Linked DNA regions of Mus musculus: regions 1 and 3 are each linked to region 2. The links are chromatin contacts, called in public HiChIP or PLAC-seq maps. All regions are on one chromosome and are shown on one strand. Each heading gives the region's core, a stretch centred on a gene start, on an enhancer-like site or on the middle of the called end of the contact. The rest is flanking DNA. Distances are from core to core; before and after follow the strand shown.

Region 1 (3,734 bases), core at 747-3,246, 860 kb after region 2:
CATAGCTCCAGCTGTCTCTCAACTCGTAATCAAGGAGGATGTTAAACTACTTATACTCCTGCCTCAACCTCCTGTGCGGAAGTACAGGGAGTGCACAAGCATATTCAGCTTATGTGGTACTGGTTTCCTGAATGGTAGATGAGCACTCCACCCTCTGAGCGGCATCCCAGACCCCCATCCCGAGCTCTATGTAGTACGTGGACTTGGGTGTTATGGAAGGCGGTTCTCAGATCTGATACCCTAAATCTGGGGGAAAGGGTGTTGTGGTTCTTTTTTCATGAGGTCATGGTCTGAATTCTTGCCCCACCCTGCAAACTGGTAGATCTGGGGGTCCCTGATAAAGAGGGGAATGTGTGTGACTTGTCTTACCGAAGTAGAATGGGTAGTGGTAAGGATGGGAAGTTAAGGATACCTAGTAGTCCTTCTCTGTCACGGTGAAAACTGCAGGGCTCCTTGTTTGCTTCCAGGAAAGAATTCTAGACCTCTCTAGAATTCTAGCTTGAGTGAGATATGTTCTGTCTTAAACCAGAGGACAGGGAGTGGAAACCTGAGCTAGCAGTGGTGGCACACATCTGTTATCCCAGCATCTTTTGAGGATGAGGCTGGCAGATCTGATCAGCCTGGGCTACAAAATAATAACGTTTTTCAAAACTAAGGAGGGGTGCATACATGGCCCCCTTCTGGGGAAAGGGGCAGAAGGATCACTAAGAACTCCACAGCCAGAGGGTGGAGAGAGCAGTTAATATAGCAATTTTCCAATTGGCTTATAAGATTGTGGATTTTAACCCCTTGGTGAAGAGCCGGTGATAACTATAGCTTGGGGGGGGGCCTCTGGGGGGTTACAGAGAGAACTGGGGGGTGGGGCACAGAGGGCTGAGGAGGAATGTCTTCAAGGGAAGGGAGTTCCTGAACCACACACTCCTTGATTAGGGTATGAAGACTGTTTTAGGGAAAGAGGCAGATGTGGAGAAAGAGTAACACCTCTCTACCTTGGGGCTAAGTGAACTCTTTGTTGGGCTGGGCTCCAGGGGACTAGGGAGACCTACCTGACCCCAACCTCACAGTCAGGAGATAGTACACAGAGGGGCGCTGAGTTTCCCCCAACAGTTTCTCTACCTAGGCCCAACTGCTGGAGATTAGTGGGCAGTACCCCGGGGTCTCCGCCCAGATTTCTGGAGACAAGGTATTTTTAGATTGCCTTCGAAGGAAGCAGCCTCATGAACTCCCATCTTGAATGGAAACTCACATCTGTCTCGTAGATGTGCAGAGGGCAGGTGCACCCCGATCATCTCTTGGGAAAATGAGCTTCCAGAGCTCTACATCCTAAGACTGAATGTGGAAGATAACAATAACTGGGATTTTTCTTGGGATTCTTGAGGTAACACGACACCTCCCTTCTGAACACACACACACTATGGAGTATAAAGTCCCACATAGGAAGAACAATGCCCCAAGCTTCTCTTGGTTTCCAGAAAAAAAGAACCCCCTTCTGAAACAAGGAGGTGTTCTGTTCTGTGGGTTCCGAGCTAGCGGGCGCCTCCACCCATCCGGATCTCAGATTCACTGTAGATTAGGGGGTGGTCCCGCCGTTGGCCGGATAAACGTACTAGGCCTGAGCTCCTCCGGACCCCCTTCCCACCGCGTCCGCCACCTTGACCCCCCAAGTAGAGCGCTGGCACCATGTACTCTGCAAGGGGTGCGTAGAGATAGCCTGGGGCCGCGCCCCGCACCCTGCTCTTAGTGTTGAGGGGTCTCCTCCCAACCACCTCCCCCTTTTGTCCAGCCTTCCCCAATCCAGCCCGATCCGCTTTCGGGGTCACTCACCCGATGCCCCTCGCCCCTGCCCGGCCTGGCTGCACTCGCGCTGGCCAGCCGGTGTCTCCCCGCCCCAGGCTTGCAGGAAACCCCACCGATCGCCAGACCCGCTGGCGGCCCCCTCGGCCCAGCGGCCCCGCCAGGCACTCCCGGGGAGCGAGAGGGGCCGGCCGAGGGCCGCTGCGGGAGCTGCTGGGACTTGTAGTTCGCTCGAGCCCTCCGCGGCCGGCGCCATCGCTGCCCCCGCGCCGCCCCACCCCACCCCCCCGCCCCCGGGCCAAGCCTTTGTCCCGACCAGGGCCACCCGAGCTGGCGCGCGTCCAGTCTTTGTTTGCGCCCTACCAACCCGCGCCACCCTAACCCTCCATGCACCCATGTGACTTTTCGGGCCCCTTCTCCGACCCCCGATCTTGACTCTCCATCTGTATCTCTGTCTCCATCTGTCCATCTTTCTTCCATTCTGTCCCCTCCTCTCCATCTCTTTCATTATCTTCTTTAAAAAATGGATTCAGTGCCTATGCATGCCGTGTTGCGCATGGGGAAATCAGTAGATAAGTTCCAGGAGTCCGTTCTCTCCTTATTCCATCCCAGGGATAGAACCAGGGTCTGCAGGCTTGGCCGTGCACTTTTACATGCTGAACTATCTCTCCAGTCCTCCTTTTTTCCCCATTCTCCTTCTCTACCGTAATTTATTTTTTCCTCTTTTAATTTCTTTGCCTCTGGCCCAGTCATTTTCTCTGCCTCTGCCTTTTGTCTCTGCCTACCTTTGTCTTGCCTTCTTTTTCATTTCTCTATCTTGTTTCAAACACCAGCTATCATGATACTCAAATTATATAAGCAAGAGGCCGGGGGAGGGTGTGCTTTGAGAAGGCCTGCAATTTAAATATGCACTTGTCTTTTCTTCATCTAGTATTATCTCAGAAAGTTTAGGGCTGTCAAAATGGCTCAGTGGGTGATGGTTTGTGGTAAGACAGGTGGTTAGAGAGGTGACCCAGTCGGTAAACTGCTTGTTGCAGAAGCTGAAGACCTGGCTTGAGATCTCTGTCACCTATGTGGAAGGACAGATTCAGTGGTGGGTATCTAGAATCCTAGCTTTGAGGTGGCTGAGGCAAGAAGACCCAAGGGCTCACTGGCCAGCCAGTCTAGCTGAATCAGTGAGCTCCCAGGGTCATTGTGAGACTGTGTCTCAAAAAGTAAGGTTGGAGGGACAACCAAGTGGCTTAGTGGGTAAAGGTGCTTGGTGAAAGGCCAAGGACCCGAGTCTGATTCCTTAGGACCAACATGGGTGGAAAGATCAAACTATTTTCTAACCTCCACATGGAAGATATACACACACCACTACATAAATAAATGCAATTTTAAAAAATTAAAATAAGGTGGGACCCATTGAGGAAGACACCTGAAGTCAATCTCTCTAGTCCACATATATGTGTAAGTACAAGTTCTCCCCCTCCCCTGTCTCTATCACACAAGTGCACACACACAGAGTTTTTGTTGATAGTAGAATCTTTCACTAATTTTAGGTAACCTTTTGCCCTCTGATCCTTCCATTTTCTCAGCTTCCTATTCAAATGACAGGTGACACCAGAGGCAGTCCAGGAGGCTGGACCAAGAGCTGATTTCTGGAAGACGTTAGCCAGGACCAAGGAAGGCTCTAGACCACACTTTAAAGCCCCAGCTCCCTCCACCGCAGGGGGAATGAAAACAAGCCCAGGGGGATCTGGCAGCTGGACTCTGGATGTTGCTGCCTGAGTATAAACAGTGGTCACAAAGAGAAATTAATGGTACAGCAAGGCTACCCTCTGACCAAAGCTGAATTAAGATAGACACAAGAATAGGTTGCAGCTAGAACAATGACCACACATCTCCTCTTGTCCCCATAACACACATGACTGCCCGTTTGCCAGCCATAACCCACA
Region 2 (3,583 bases), core at 523-3,022:
ATAAATAAATGTAAGTTGGATAAAAATATAAACAGGTTATTCAACTTTCCTGACCATCTCAGCTCCAGGTATGAGTCAGCTTGTCCCCATGTTGAATTAACTTAAATCCCTTTTCCTCTCTATACTCATCTCAGTGGCTGCTAAACTGACCTAGCCATTCTTTGCCGATTCCCCTGTTAGTCTAACAAGAGCTTAAAGATTTCTTCTTGGTACCAAAGAGCCATACAACACAGACATGAATTAGACCTAATGCTCAGGAGTATCTCAACCTGGTAGGGAAGCCAAAAATGTTATCTACATGAAAGAAGGTGCACTGGAGCTGGAGGAGGTGCCCAAGGAGGAGGAGATGATCCTAGAAAGTTCTGAGGAGAGAAGCAAATGAATAAAGAAAGTTGGCAAGACAGTGGGTTCCTCGATCTGAGGACAAGTAGAGCCTAGTAGAGGTTCAGGGACAGAGTTCATCCTCCTTGCCATTGCTCCACCTTGGCTCTTGAGGACAAGGGGCAGTGGTGTCAGATAAGAAATGGGACTTCAGGGATCCCTGACAGGTGTTTTCCAACACTGGGGGCCATTTTTCTCCCAGGATCAAAGGGCAGAGGTTGGGAGTGGCCCAGATAGCAGAATGGGAAAAAAAAAAAAGCCAAGCTTGGCTTTCTATGGGTACGGTGGAAGCTTGAAGGTGCACGACCTGTCTGTAGAAGAGCAGGCAAGGCAAAAGCAGGGATCCTGGTCCTCAACCTGGCCTGGGATTTTGCCTTGACACCTGCTGGGACTTCACAGTTTTTTCTGAGATGAAGCACCCAGTGACAGGACTCTTGGGGGATGCTTCATGCCCCTGAGAACTGGCCTTGGGTAACTGAATCCTCCAGTACCTGCTTTCCAGGAGGCCAAGAAAGAAGACAAAGATGGTTCCCTGACCACAGGGCTGGGAATCCTGTTGCAGCTGAGAGTATTTTGCAGTTCATTGGATCCTTAAATTTTCATTCCTGCTTAGCAGATGGGGACACTGAGTCCCACACAGAATAATCTTAGCCCCTTGCCTAGATTACACAGGGAGGAAAGGCAGGGAATGCAGTCTGGAGAGTCTTCAGGGTTCTGAGCTTAACTTCACATCCCCTAACTAGGCAGAAGAAGGGCATCAAAATGCATTTCTGGCTAAGTGAATTTCTCCTCAATTGGAATCCACCCTCAGGTTCCTGCAGCCCCTAAACCTCTTGAGTCTTGCAAAGGAAGCACTTCAGAATGAAAGTGAGGGATCTGGGAGTAAGTAGCTGGGGACACTTCATCTCTACCCATCTACCTCCAGTAGTACCAGGAATTCTTGTTATGCCCAACCTCCCAAGAGACACTGAAGAGTTCAAAGGATACAGAATACAGGGAGACTTCAACAAGTGGAGAAGGACAAGTGAGAAGAGAAAGCAATATGCCCAAACCGGGGCAAGGTAGGTATAGCTAAGGACAATACCTTGGGCATGGACAACCGGCATCCAGGCCCCAACAAAACAGGCAACCAGGCAGGCAAAAAGCCACAGTTTCATAGTGAAGGTTAGATCTCCTCTCCAGATACCTGAAGGTTTAAGGGGGCCACCTATAAAAGTGGAAGGAAAGACATCAGTATCTCAAGCCACCCCTGGAACTCTCTGAAAGAGAGGCAGATGGCAAAGGACTTGCTCTAGCCTCTGCTGTAGTCAGAAAAAGACTCACCAATGCCTTTCTGGTCCTGAGAGCTGGTGCCTGCTTGTAGCGTGTATTGCCTATGGGATCAGTGAACTGGCTTCATTCTTTATAGTCAGAGCCCCACCCTGCAGTGACCTGCCCCCTCTCTTCTCTCCCTCCCTCCTCCTGCTCCTCCTCTCTACCAGCTCTGTGAGACTTGGGACTTCTCTCTCCTTCAGATAGACCAAGTCCTATTTTACATCTGTCTCTGCAGGTTACCTGCCCCATGAACCTTGAGGCACTTTATGCAGCCAGGCCTCTCAATCAGTATCCCCTCCCAATACCTTATTATGTGAGGTCCAATACTGTCCGCAGCCCTCTCCCTTACAAGCTTTTTATTCCATCTCCTCACGGATCTTTTTATAGTTAGCTGCGTTTAAAAGTTTTATTATTTCTAATTTTTATTATTATTTTGTACATGAGAACAGGGCACACATAAATCATGGCGTATCTGTGGGGTCAGAGGACAACAATCTATTCTTTCCTTCCACCTTGTGGGTCTTGGGGATGAAACAAAGGTCATCTGATTTGGTGGCAGGTGCCTTTACTCACTGAGCCACGGAGCCATCTTGCCTTTTCTTGCTCTCTTGCTCTGTCCTGGCCTTAACACGTTTTCCTGAAATTTCATAATTTCTTTCTTTTTCTTTTCCTGTTTGTTTGTTTGTTTGTTTTTGTTGTTTGTTTTTTTTGAGACAGACTTTCTTTGCGTAACAGAGCCCTGGCTGTCCTGGACTCACTTTGTAGACCAGGTTTGTCTTGAACTCACAGAGATCCGACTGCCTCTGCCTCTGCCTCCCAAGTGCTGGACCATAATGTTATTTTTTAGTTGCTGAATAAAATTCCAGTTGCTGGCCCACTTTTAAAATTGTATTTATTTGGGAGGCTGGGGACATGAGAACCATGGTGATCTGGGGGCAACTTTGCAGAGTCAGTGGAGCTTGGAATCAAAGTAAGGTCATCAAGTTTTGCAGCAAACTCCTTCAGCCAGCTCCCGGTCTGGAAAGGTACACTTTCAGTGGGGCAGTGAGTGATACGGAATGAAAGCCATTCTAACAAAACTGTTTGTAACCACAACACTGGAAAGAAAGTAATGTTCTGGTTTGGAATGTGAAGCCAGGATCCAGGTGACAGCGTCTGTTGTCTGCAGGAAGCAAAACAAGATTCATTTTGAAAGCATTTCTTCTTTCCTTTGGTTAACTTGACCCTCTGGGGGATAGGGGCAAAGTGTTTAGGAAGATGGGGCGGGGCTGGACGGGGCGGGGAGGAGGAACGGGGAGGCCTGCCACAAGAACTCACAACTAACCGCTTTTAACTTTTCATCACTCGCATCCGCAGCTAGCGACACGTCCTTTCTCTGGGTATTCCTCACACTCCGAACCTCCTGTTGTATTTAATTCTACTTAGTCGGGGTCTTTTGCCCTCTCCCACCCCCTACCCCACTCCGCGGGGCAGTGGAGGGTGCTGGCCGGCTGCAGGTGAGTGAAGCTTAAGGCCCCCCAGGATGATTAGAGCTTAGAGTTCCACACACCAGAGCAAGTCATAAAGCTTTGGTCTGTGTTTGGAGAATAGCACCAGGGGGCGAGTTTTGAGGAATGGCACCTGAGGATGAATCTTGATGGTGTAGATTTGAGTAGTTTTGGTGGGTAGAACTTTACAGCCAGTTTTCAAATGAGGAAGATATAAACAGAAGAGCTTATGAAACCAGGGGGTGCTTTCTGGGTGGGGCTTACTCCGAGGGTGTGGCGTGCAATCCAGCCACTGCAGCAGATGGAGTCTTCTTGTAGAGGGGATGCAAGCCCTCACCCCTACCCTTCAGATCCATGAGCTTCTCAGGTTCCTCGGCTTCTGGATCTGGGTGGGTGAGGCT
Region 3 (3,856 bases), core at 576-3,075, 1.0 Mb after region 2:
GAGCAGAGGTCAGAGGGCAACTTGCAGGAGTCAGTTCTCTCTCCAACGTATGGATCCCAGGGCTCAGGCTCGGGTCCTCAGGCTTAGCCTCTACCTGCTGAACCGTCTTGCTGGCTCCCACCTTATTTTTTCTTATTTTTATTTTCGAGACCGGCTTTCCCTGACTCTCCTTGAGGTTCACTGATTCAGCTAAACTGGCTAGTCGGAGAGCTTCAGTGATCCTGTCTCTGCCTCCACAGTGCTGAGCTATCAGGCCTGCACCACCATGCTCAAAACCTGTTTTTTTTTTTCATGAGTTTAGGGGAGCTGAACCAAGTTCTTATTCTGTGTTATCTCCCTAGGTCCTCTTCAAGACCCATGAAAAGCTGCCTCAGACAGGAATTTACAGTCACAAGAAGGGTGCTTAAAGGTGGGTACAACTTGGAGTTTTCCCTCAGAAACCAGGGTGACTCTCTTGGAGGGTCAGCCCTGTGGGAGCCACATTCAAAGCCTGTCTCCTACCTAACTCACCACCTCCGTTAGAGTGGTCAGCTCTAAATCCACTGATACATGGCTCCAGGGGTCGCCTTCCTACACCCGAGAGTGCACAAAGTCAACAGAAACTGAGGAAACTGTAGTCTTGGGTGTGCCTGGTACAAACCACAGCCTGCCTCCTCACCTCACTCCATTCCGGCAGTTGTTGTGGGAGGTTCCTCAAACTGGGCCACAAAGGGAGCCACCAGTGACTCCCCAGGGTTAAGGGCCTACAGCTGGAGGGCTATTGAGCAGAGGGTGGTCCCCATTTGGAAGACCTGGAAAGATCGGCTTTTCAGCAGATGTCAGCCTTAAAATTTTGCTTTGCAGACAGGATTCTCCAAGTCTGTGTCAGGCAAGGCTGAACAAAACCCCAGAGCCAATGCTTTGAAAGGTGAAGAGGTCAAGCTGCAGTGTGGTGGTATGCGTGCATACCTGTTACCCCAGAACTGGGGAGGCACAAGTAGGAATGCTGGGAGTTGGAGGCAAGCCTGGACTGCATGGTGAGACCCAGATTCAAAAGCAAAACAAAACAGAACAAGGCAAAACACGGACACCTGCTGAAAAGGCGCTTAGACTTCCTCCCTCATCCCTGGCCCCCTACTCCTCCGTCCCCACACAGGCTTTGCTTACAAAAGGTTCCTTCAGACTCCATCATAGGTCTCCTCTAGACCAGGTGGCCTCTGAACTCCCTATGTAGCTGAGGATAACCTAAACCTCTAATCCTCCTGCCTCCATCTCCCAAGTGATGCTTGACAGCGTACAACACCCAGCTTTGACTTATGCAGTGCTGGGGATGAAACCCAGGACTTTGCCCATGCTAAGCAAGCACCCTATCAATTGAGCTATCTCCCCAGCACCCTCCAGGGTCATTTTAGGATTCCTGATCTCTGCAGTGCAAACAGCTGCCCCACTCTCTTACTGTTGTGTCCCGGCTATAGGAGTCAATCTCCTGCCTCACAGACTCTCAGACGTGCAGATCCCGAAGTGCCCACCACTCTTCAAGATAGTCACTCACCCATGAGTTCCCGATTCTTGCTCAGGTAGGTAACTGGCTTTGTTAACAGCTCTTGCAGCTCCCATGTCACACAACCAGGGTTTCAAGGGACACATGAGCCAGGCTAACCACAGAGTGGCTCAACTCTGCCCAGTTTCCTCTTTCTAAGCCACCGGCTTTTTATGGTTGTCTTCATCAATATTGAGCAGCAGGCAGCAGGGGTCAGCAAGGAGAGGAGAAAACAAATGGAGGTGGGTTATGAGGATCTGGGAGTCCACCCTCAGCCTGTACCTGCCGTAGGCGTCACGGGGAAGTAAAGTAAAGAATGTAAAGCCTCCCACGAGGGGAGGGGAGGGGAGGCAGCAGCACTGAACCCCCACCCGGCAGCTTCCTGTGGCGCCAACTGCTGAAGAGGAACGGGGTGTGAGGGCCTCACCCTAACACTCGGGCACACAAACAGAGACACATGGGACATGCAAGTCACATGTCTCTAGACAGACACACGCTGGAACACACATGGGGACAGACACATATGTGGGTGTGTGGACCCATGGAAACATGTGGAGCTGAACGCTGGGTTTGTAAATGTCTACCAGCGATCATTCTGCTTGGTATCTGTCTGTTTTCCCGGTGTAAATACTGCCACTACCGCTAACTCCACTTCTTCAACTAACGCACTGTTACCAGAGCTGTTAAGGTTAGAGCTTGAGTCCTGGCAGTCTCCTAACAAACCAGATTCAGCGACTCATTCTAAGAAAGTCAGTCGAGGAAATGGCTCAAAGGGTCAAGTGCTTGCTGTGCAAGCAAGTGGAATTGATTTTAGTTCCCCACCCCCACCTGACTAAATAAAGTCAGGGTGTGGTAAGGCCACCTGTGAGAACTCCAGTACTGAGCTGGCAGATAGGAGAATCCCAGGGAAGGGCAGGCTACCCAGTCTGATCCAGTGTTCCAGGTTCAGTGAGAGACATTGTCTCAAAAATAAGTGCATGTGGTGGTGCACGCCTTCAATCCCACTGGGCAGGCAGAGACAGGCGCACCTCTGAATCTGAGGCCAGCCCAGTCTTCAGAGGAAGTCTAGGCAACCAGGGCAAACAACAGTGAGAAGTAGAAAAAATGTATCTATTCAGGGTTGCTGCACCTGTAAGAGGACCAAACGGCCCCCTGCTCCTCCCACCTCTCCCCTCCAAGTCCATCCTTAGAGACCTGGTATTAGATGTAGGTTTAAATAGAAGGCAAGAGGTATGCGCAGGGCTGGAGAGATGGCTCAGTGGTTAGGAGTGCTTGCTAGTCTTCTAGAGGACCTGAGTTCAGTTCCCAACACCTACACTGGGTGGCTCATAACTGCTTAATTTCTGCTATAGAAGGTCCTGTGCCCCTTCTGACCTCTATAGGCACCCAACACAATTGCATGCACACACACGCACATATCCACACACAGACAAACACACATACCCCAGACAGTTGCACACACAAGCACATATTCATATACAGACAAACGCACATACCCACAGCCACCTGCATATATACATTCATATATATACACACACAAACAAATACACATACAGGTACACGCACACATATGCACACATGTGCACACACACATACACACTTAATAATAGGAATGAATATAGACTATCTTCACTCCTACCAGGATGGGTACACCAGTACCTGAAAAGGTGAGCAGAAGAAGGGTTTAAACTTGGCTCCACACTGGAACTGAGTGAGTGGTCTCTTAGCATGAAACTCTTGTGAGTTCTCAAATGTGGCCCTCTGGGAAACAGTAATGTACAAATAGCAGCATTCACACATGCAGAGATTCCTGGGTGGATACATTGGTCTTTGCACAGACATGAGAAGCTGAGCACAGTTACACACATGCTGTGTAGAATAGTAGTGTCTATACGCGCAGAAAGCTCTGAGTAGACACACATTATACTCTGGGCTCTGCACATATATGTGGAACTGTATGCACAGGTGAACACACATAGAGTATAGACAGTGAGGCCATGCCGTGGCACACAGGATGCACCACAAGCAAGAGCAACAGAAGAAAGTGTGTTTTGGCTTACAGTTCCAGAGGGCTAGTGTAGGCAGCCGGGCGCCTAAAAGATGGCGCCGGCCTCCGGTACACCGTCGCCATAAACAACGCCACTGCGCAGGCGATAGCCCGAATCTGGCGCCAACCCCTCCCGAGCAGGTGCATACAAATCAAAGTGCCGGCAGACTGACCAATCCCAGGAGGACACATAGCTCTCCCCAGTGCTGGGGTGTATATAAGCAGTCCTTCCTGGGTTTCCGGAGTTCCCGTAGCAAGGTGTTCCTGAAATAAAGAAGGCTGTTGAGAAG

Evidence for each region. HiChIP or PLAC-seq counts read pairs in DNA pulled down with a chosen protein or histone mark.
Region 1: a contact with region 2 is called in an H3K27ac HiChIP or PLAC-seq map of embryonic stem cells, with 3 times the contacts expected there. The contact joins the promoter of Zfp358 here to the promoter of Ccl25 in region 2. A contact is called at or near these places in 2 of 115 datasets of contacts at active chromatin or transcription factors (both in embryonic stem cells) and 1 of 9 other capture datasets (embryonic stem cells).
Region 3: an H3K27ac HiChIP or PLAC-seq map of embryonic stem cells shows a contact between it and region 2, with 4 times the contacts expected there. The contact joins the promoter of Arhgef18 here to the promoter of Ccl25 in region 2. A contact is called at or near these places in 2 of 115 datasets of contacts at active chromatin or transcription factors (embryonic stem cells and large pre-B cells).

The regions. Positions count from the first base shown.
Region 1 is chr8:3,491,400-3,495,133 of GRCm38.p6, reverse strand. Zfp358 (zinc finger protein 358) reads right to left here and starts at 1,996. Exons shown (of 2, transcript NM_080461.2): 1 at 1,825-1,996.
Region 2 is chr8:4,347,777-4,351,359 of GRCm38.p6, reverse strand. Ccl25 (chemokine (C-C motif) ligand 25) reads right to left here and starts at 1,772. Exons shown (of 6, transcript NM_009138.3): 1 at 1,705-1,772; 2 at 1,466-1,588. The coding sequence starts at 1,538.
Region 3 is chr8:3,351,406-3,355,261 of GRCm38.p6, reverse strand. It overlaps Arhgef18 (rho/rac guanine nucleotide exchange factor (GEF) 18), which reads right to left and starts at 1,825. Exons shown (of 29, transcript NM_001370668.1): 1 at 1,532-1,825. The coding sequence starts at 1,535. Gm30369 (a long non-coding RNA gene) reads left to right here. Exons shown (of 5, transcript XR_870091.2): 2 at 342-409; 3 at 1,455-1,556.